2 separate regions of the Mus musculus genome follow, and region 1 is linked to region 2. The links are chromatin contacts, called in public Hi-C maps. All regions are on one chromosome and are shown on one strand. The core of a region is the stretch at or near the end of the contact, and the rest is flanking DNA. Distances in the headings are between cores, read along the strand shown.

Region 1 (3,998 bases), core at 164-2,663, 270 kb after region 2:
AGCATACCTTGAGGGAGATGGAAAGGCGCTAAGAAACGGAGCCCCTCCTCTGTCCCAACTGCAGGGCGTGTCTCATAAATGGTACATGGATGTGCAGACAAGGACAGACACCCAAAATTACAGCATGCACCGACCTTAAGGACCTTAAATGGTTAAATGAAGCTCAAAATCTCACAGTGACCCTGTCCTTCCGGTGTTTATATGACCCTGGAAAGGGACATGCCTCCATTACAGTGTGCTGAAATCTATCTAAACTCCCAAAAGTACTTAAAATCTTGCATTTATTTGCACTTGTTCTGTTAGTTTTTAAAGTTGAAATCAACATACAATGTTGGCTAGCAATAGACATTAAAGTGTTAAATGTTAACATTTTGAGGTCTTTAATTTCATTAAATCAATTGCAAATGTTGTCACATTGACACTTTTTCAGACCCGTTATTACATAGCATTTGATTAAAAAGAAAAGGAAAGATATGGAGAAGGAATATTTAATCTAGTTGCCATCTGTCACATATATTCAATCCTGTAGGTATTGTGTGATAATTATTTCTGCTCTGTGTGGCTTGGGTGGTGAAGGCGGATTTACTTTGTATCCATTATTTATAACCGAAGCATAATGTGGGTTTCTAGGGAATTGCCTAGAATTTCAGGCTCATGTTTACAACTAACAAATGTCACACAACAGAAGGATAAAAACTGTTTCAAAGGCAAAATTGTTATTTGAGGATGTATGGAGCCTCCTGAAAAAGAGGTATTGGTTGGATGCTTACCCTGGGAAACGCTCTGGGGAGGGCTAATGCCCAGAACTACTAAGGCAGGCAGAGCAGGATGCAGACACACTGTCCCAGAGCACCAAGGAAAGAATGGCTAGGCGGGACGATGCATTGCTGTCTTTAAAACATCTTCGTGTTCTTGGAACTTTCCTAAGCAAAAGACTGAGCAGAGTTTCCTCGGGCTGTTGTGGTCAAGCCCGTGCTGCTTTTTAAATCAAGCTAACATTGGCACTGGTTTCTGAGCAATGTGGAAGTTATTGTAAAGGCCCACGTTTAGTTATAAGGCTACCCCTCTCTGCGTGTGCTTTCCCGGGGTGTGTCTAAAGGTTTCTGCTGAGTCACTGCAGCCCCACACTGAACAGTCAGCTTTGTGGTACTGCTCATGGACAAGTAAACACTGAGACCTTGTTTTAGTTTCAAATAAAAAAAGAAACTGTCTCCATTTCTTCTTCTTGAAGGCATGTGTAAGAGGTTAATTCCCTGCTCCTAGCCCGGTTAAGACACACACACCTGAGGAGGCTTGAGAGAGCTTCCTTCTTCAGATCTAGGAAAGGAAATTAGCAGTTGCTAGACAACATTCATCGCCAAGGAAACGCAGAGGGAAAGCAGGTGAGAATCTGCCTCTGCTCATAACTTTGTATGACTCTCAGTGCGCTCACTCCACCCGAAGGGCGGCCATTAACCTTGTGGCCCTCGTCAATTGTTTTGTGTAATTTTCTGCGATGCAGAGATGACAATGATATGCACAAAAATAGATTTCCAGAACCTGTGTGGGATTCTCTGTATGAAGGGTCACACATCGGTTATGTCAGCCAGTGTGGGCATGTGGATGTTAACTTTTGCTTACAAACCAATACAGTGTTATCGGCTTTCTTTCTTGGGTTGTCTCAGTCCTGCTGTCAGTCATTTTCAGTTCCCTCCTGGGTCCCCTTGGCATCTTTATATCAGGCAAGAGCATTGCTCTTGGGTTGGGCAGTAGCTGTGAGTACTTCCACACCCTGTGAGATGCTACAGCATCATCCTGTCTGTTTCTTACCTCAGTTCTAAAATTGACCATTTCTCTAAATAGTTTCAGTTCCGTTTACTGGACAATGATATTAGAAATCAAGGAAGTGCATCTTACAAGTGTGTGCACTTATACACTAATATTGCTGCATGTGTTTGTATCTGTTTTAAGCCAAACACATAATGTTGTCTCTGATTCTAACCTAGTGTCACTAGTATCAATATATTGGTGCCTTTTTGCTGTCTACAACCTTCTACTCCAGTATCGGAAAAACCTGGCTCTAAATATCCACCATCTATTTAATTACTTAGTTTTGATATGCTTCTATAATGACCTATATTTAATCACACATCTAAGGGATCTAATTATATCGACAAGGGCGCAGTACTCCCTTGTCCCTTTCATATTGTATTTTACATACATACCAGGGTTCTTAGGTTATTACCTTTACCCTACCACATTCCATACAATTTTGTAATGCATTTAGAGAATATGTCATAGCCTAGGTTTTGTCCTGAGATGTTCAAATTCTTTCAGTGATCAAAACCAAACAACAAACAAACAAGAAAACCCCAAAGCCAATCTGTGTACTTTAAGGTTTACAACATGTGTGTGTGCTCACATACACACGCATGTGTGCTGTAAAGTTCTACACCCTGCTCACGGAGCTATAGAGAAACTCCTTTATGAATGTACAGCACATTTGGACTTCCTTCCAAAAAGTACAGTATGAAAGGGGTGGGGAGAAGAGTAACTTCACAGTAGAAAACGAGGCAAACTGATGGAGGCGTCAGTCTTGTTTGGCTTAACATATATACAAACAAGTGCATATAGGCAAACTGCCTCTTCCAGGAGGTTAAGGGTCAGCATCGTGAGCCAAGTTATCCTAATGAAAAAGAATTTGCTCCGAACTGGTTATAGATGGTCGTTCGGAGCAAGTTCCTTTTCATTAGGAAACAATCCAGAAACTGCCTCACTTGGGGATCCATCCCATAAACAACCACCAAACCCAGACACTAGGCACTTGCCAACAAGAGACTACTGACAGGAGCCTGATATAGCTGTCTCCTGTGAGGCTCTGCCAGTGCCTGACAAATACAGAAGTGGATGCTCACAGTCATCCATTGGACAGAGCACAAGGCCCCCAATGAAGGAGCTAGAGAAAGTACCCAAGGAGCTAAAGGGGACTGAAGCCCCATAGAAGGAATATCAATATGAACTAACCAGTACCCCCAGAGCTCCTTGGAACTGTACCACCAATCAAAGAAAACACATGGTGGAACTTGTGGGTCTAGCTGCATATGTAGCAGAGGATGGCCTAGTCGGTCATCAATGGGAGGAGAGGCCCTTGGTCCTGTGAAGGTTCTATGCCCCAGTATAGGACAATGCCAGGACCAGGAATGGGAGTGGGTGGGTTGGGGAGCAGGGGGGGAGGAGGGGATAGGGGATTTTTGGAGGGAAAACTAGGAAAGGGGATAGATAACATTTGAAATGTAAATAAAGAAATATCTAATAAAAAATATCCCCAGGAAAAAAGAAAGAAAGAAAGAAAGAAAGAAAAAGAAAGAGAGAAAGAAAGAAAGAGAAAGGGAGAGAGAGAGAAAGAGAGAGAGAGAGAGAGAGAGAGAGAGAGAGAGAGAGAGAGAGAGAGAGAGAGAGAGAGAAAGAAAGAAAAAGAACTTGCTATAGTGACAACTCTTTATCCTGCCCTCTGGTCTCTGCAACTCATAACCCAAGGATAATCAGAATAAAAGCACTCAAGAAACCACCTTCCCCACTTAGGGACTTATTTTTAAGTGTCAAATTTGACAACACTGCTTGTATTCTTATGTTAATATTGGGCCCCAGAGAGAAGAAAGACTCTGAGGAACCCTGCTCCCAAGTTATTTCTGATTGGTAAATAAAGATGCCAACAGCCAATAGCTGGACAGAAGAGACATGGGTGGGGTTTAGGTTTCGAAGGCTTGGGGTCTGGGGAGAACCACAAGGGAGGAGAAGGTGCAGGAGGAGGAAGCCAAAGCCACTATAGGTTAGGAGTCAAGAAAACATGGCCTCAATAAGTAGTAACTTGGGGTTATCGATAGGAAATAGATTCTAATAGCAGAGAGGGTAAATATCTGTCCAACTATTGTGCTGTTTAAGGCTTATTGTAAATATAAAAGGGGTGTGTGTGTGTGTGTGTGTGTGTGTGTGTGTGTTTTCCAGGAACTAAATGGAAA
Region 2 (4,108 bases), core at 889-3,388:
CACAGAGAGAGAGAGAGAGAGAGCTGCACACACACACACACACACACACACACACACACACACACACACACACACGGAGGGGCAAAGCACACCCTGCGTGCCCATGTATGTGGCTGTGGTGGCCGTGATTGAGGAATCCCAGGGTAACATGGGCCTGCAGGAAGGGTGGAGTGACTACAACACAATACAATTCTAGTTCTCAACAGCATCAAATTACGTACAAGAACTTTTGTTGGGACGTTAACTTCAGGTGTTATTGCAAAAACAATTAAGAAGAAAAATCCTTAAAGGAAAATACTGGAAAGGCAAATCTATTTTTAAAAATTTGTGTCTGTTTCCAGTTCCCAAACTTTGTAATGTCCATGGCAGAGCAGAAACCCAGTGTCTCAAGTCAGTCTGCATTTGTTGTTTTCTGTACAATAGAAGAAAACTTGGAACATGGAGGGCAGCCAGAATATCAAGGCAGTGAGGATGTGAGGCTCCAGGAACCCAAAAGGACTTGCTTCAGGATTTGCTTCATCCTTAAGTAAAAGGCATTCTTTGGAATGCAACTCCAATAATGTCTCTGAAAGTTGCTAGCACAGTATCCACTTTCCTTTTCTTCCCAACTCTTCATTTTATTCTAGGCGACAATGGAAATCAACTAAAGGACTCCATGTCCTGGTCTCCCTGGAGAATTGAGACAGCCAGGGGAGGCTAAGTACAAATCACTAGAAGGATTTCTGAGAAATGTTTAGAAAAGCTAAAACATCTTTGAAGCATCCCTCCTTCTCTGTCCTTCACCCTAGGAATCTAGTACAATTGCTGGAACTTCAGAACCCACCATTGATAGCCATGAAACCTTGGAGGAAAGTGAGCCAGCGGCGGGGAGTGGACTCCTCATGTGCCTGCTTTATTTCCACGTTCTCCCAATCTTTCCTTTCATTCACCTATGCTTCATAATTTTTTCATAAAGCCTTGAACTTCTTCAGTTGACTGTACTAATACTATCTAAAACTTCTATGTTCCATCTTTATTGACATGATATAGAAAAACAGGCATGGGCATCATGATTGGAAAGGTAAAATCTCAGAAATCTTACGAAATGGGATTTGTCTCTACAGTTAATCAACAATAAAGACAGACTCTCTGGACCATAACATCTCTGGACTTGGATTTCAAATACATAAAGTCCACTTCAGACAACTGTGTCTGACTCCTTTTACCAATATCAAAATAATGAAAGTAAGAGCTTTAGGAAGGCTTAAGAGCAATCTCGGCAGTGTGATCCCTGTATCGAGCCACCATGCTCTCTGGTCCACCTTTCAATTATTCTTTCCCATCTAAGAGCAAAGCTGAATCAGTCGGTATTGCTGAATGTCAGCTGTTTGCTTTTCTTGGTAGACCACTGACAGGAAATTAGTTTTATTAGATATGTCAGTCAGTCCAGAAGTTCCTGAAATATAGTACACAGCCTAGCCAAAAAGGACTAACATGCTTCTTCAACAAACTTATCAAGGAACTACTGTATGGGTGCTGGGTTTAGAGTTGGAAATGTATATAATATACAACTTTCTCTATAGACAGCAAGATTCGTGAAGGGAAGGAATATGCAGTCTGGGTTTTTGGTGTGGGTATCTCAAGTATCGAGAAGGCAAGACAAGGTTTCATGAGACTTTCCATCTTAATTCTCTGAGGAAAAGAGTGTCACTGGGCATTTTGTGTCTCTCCTCTCCCAACTCCATTTGGGTCCTGACTTTTGTGTAAAGGATTCAGGGTACATGGCATAGCTTTAAGGAGATATCCAGCTTCCAAAAGTAGGGTCAGCCTAACACGAAAGCCACAGAAACATGGGTGCTTATGGATTATTTGAAAGGAACCTTGAGTCCTTTGCCTCCGAGGAGGCAATGGGAGTTACAAAGAGCAACATTAGAGTCTCTACATCTAGCTGTGGAATGACTCAGCAGGAGTTAGTGTGGTCTGAAGACAATAAGGTGGATGTTGGCGCTCAGCAGATATCACCCTAGATAGGCGATGCACCCTTGTTAGGTCCAGCCTTTCTCCTACACAGTTTTAGGGTTGGATTAGATGCATAAGACTAGGTAAGGAAGCAGGGACATGCTGATTCTGAAGAAACAGAACTCAAAATGGAAATGAAACTAAAATAAAAGGGAAGAAGACATAGGGTGGGAGAGATGGCTAAGTGGGTAAAGGCATTCGCCATGGAAGCTGGGCAAGCTGAGTTTCCCTCCCCAACCACTCACATAAAACTAGAGCTGACCTTTGAGCTCCATGCACAGGCCACGGCTTATGTGCCCAGGGGCATACACATCATGCACACAAGTAATGATACATTTAAAAACACACAAGCACATCCCCTTCTCAGAGATACATGGGTTTGAGACGAAAGAGTAAGCCCATTGCACTATATTTGATACATAACGTTCTTAAAACATCCATTGAAGCATAGTATATATGCAGAGAAAGACACAAATCATAGAAAAAAATAAATGTTACAATGCAAACATATTTGTATTTCATATTCCCACTTCCTAGATCAGGAAGGCAATAGCTATAGCTAGCAATCAAGAGGTCCGCCTTTCCTCACCTAAGAGCCCTGCCCAGGATCCTCACACTGTGGACTGATTTTTCCACCTTCTCTGGTCACAGAACTGGGAGCATTTAGCATGCCCTCATTTACATTTGAAATATTTCATACAATATTATGTCTGTGCGATTCATCCACATTGTTGAGTACAGCTGGTTCATTTTAATTACTTGTTGGTGTTTTTCTGTTGTATGGTCAATAAAACATTTTACTTAACTACCCCCATTCTGCTGTTGAGAGATATTTGGTTTGCTTCCAATTTGGGATCAATGTAAAATATATACCTTGTGCATTTCTTCCCCATATTATTTGAGAAAGCGTCTGGATACGTTTCCCTTGTTTACCGGCCGGGGGGAAGAAAGGACAGGTTTCAGTGGATGAATGCAGGCATGTTTGGTAGATGGCTCAAATTGCTTAGCAGGGTAGGTGTGCTGGTTCCCACTCCCACCAGCGATTAAGGAGAAGCCTAAGTTTCTCCTACATATTTACTAACACTCTGTTGCATCGCCAGTTGTAAAGTTTAGTTAGAGAAGAAGGTCTGTGTGTGCTCTTAAAAGAAGGCAGTCAGTCTTCATTCCCTGGCTAGTGTGGGGAGCACTATTTCATGCATTAATAATGTTTGTTTTACTCTCTGAAACACTTATTCAAATATTTTGTTCATATTTCTACTGAGATCTTCTCATGGAGGTGTAGGAATTCTTTATAGATTCTGGACCCCAAAAAGATATGCACTCTGATGCACACAAGCTCATACACAGGCTTGAACCTGGCTTTATCATGATGGAATGAACTTACTAAACACAGAGACATCCTTGTTTTACTGTGATTCTGTCGTTTCCTTCCCAGTTCCTGCGTCTTCACTGTGAGTCTCTGGGGGTGCACCTGACCTTTTACATCTCCATGTGAGTTTTACACACAGCTAGCAATTTCTGTTGAAGAACGCATGCTGATGCTGGAATTGCCTTGAGTTTGCATTTTAGGAAGCTCTAGCCCCTGAAGCTACTTAAGGCTTAGACCAGACACTGTTAGAGGCCCTTATACAAGGAGCAGGAGACCTGCAGGGATGGGGAACTTTCTGGGGCAGGAAGAGCCATGTGCAAGGAGTCTGTGTATAAAAAGGCTTAGCAACAAAGCAGAAGAAAAAAGGCTGTGGGGAGGTGGGTGAGACAGAGCCAGTGGAGAAGGCCGCCACTGTAGGCAGCTTGGGTGAACAGAAGCCAGAAAACAGCCATTATTGCTGCACTATTGAAACATTCTTTGGAAACACAATTTCACTTTACCGTTTATTCAACTTAAAAGGTGATTTAATTAAAAAAAAAGCATCAGAAACCCATACAGCTATAATTTGATTCTCTTTGACTCAACCCAAAAAGTATAATATGAGTTTTTGTCAAATTCTTGGTTTCAAACTTGGACTGAATACATCTGCGGGTACTTTCTGAACCTGTGCACCTCCCACAATTCCCTGTAAGGAACTCAGCACACTGACACATTTCTCCAGGACTTGCAAAATGTCCCTCA

The links. A called contact is a pair of places that touch in the nucleus more often than the background predicts.
Region 1: a contact with region 2 is called in a Hi-C map of the G1E-ER4 cell line, with 1.7 times the contacts expected there. The contact joins two enhancer-like sites. A contact is called at or near these places in 1 of 484 Hi-C or Micro-C datasets (the G1E-ER4 cell line) and 2 of 115 datasets of contacts at active chromatin or transcription factors (microglia and vascular smooth muscle cells).

Annotation. Positions count from the first base shown.
Region 1 is chr10:21,775,543-21,779,540 of GRCm38.p6, forward strand. No RefSeq gene overlaps it. Among named protein-coding and RNA genes, the nearest start is that of Platr6, 81 kb to the right of the region's middle. Within about 2 kb of position 1,414, at least 97 of the 459 cell types and tissues checked have an H3K27ac peak or open chromatin away from gene starts, as enhancers often do. A contact at or near this core is called in the G1E-ER4 cell line, where this site is marked.
Region 2 is chr10:21,500,458-21,504,565 of GRCm38.p6, forward strand. No RefSeq gene overlaps it. Among named protein-coding and RNA genes, the nearest start is that of Gm33892, 69 kb to the right of the region's middle. Within about 2 kb of position 2,139, at least 8 of the 459 cell types and tissues checked have an H3K27ac peak or open chromatin away from gene starts, as enhancers often do. A contact at or near this core is called in the G1E-ER4 cell line, where this site is marked.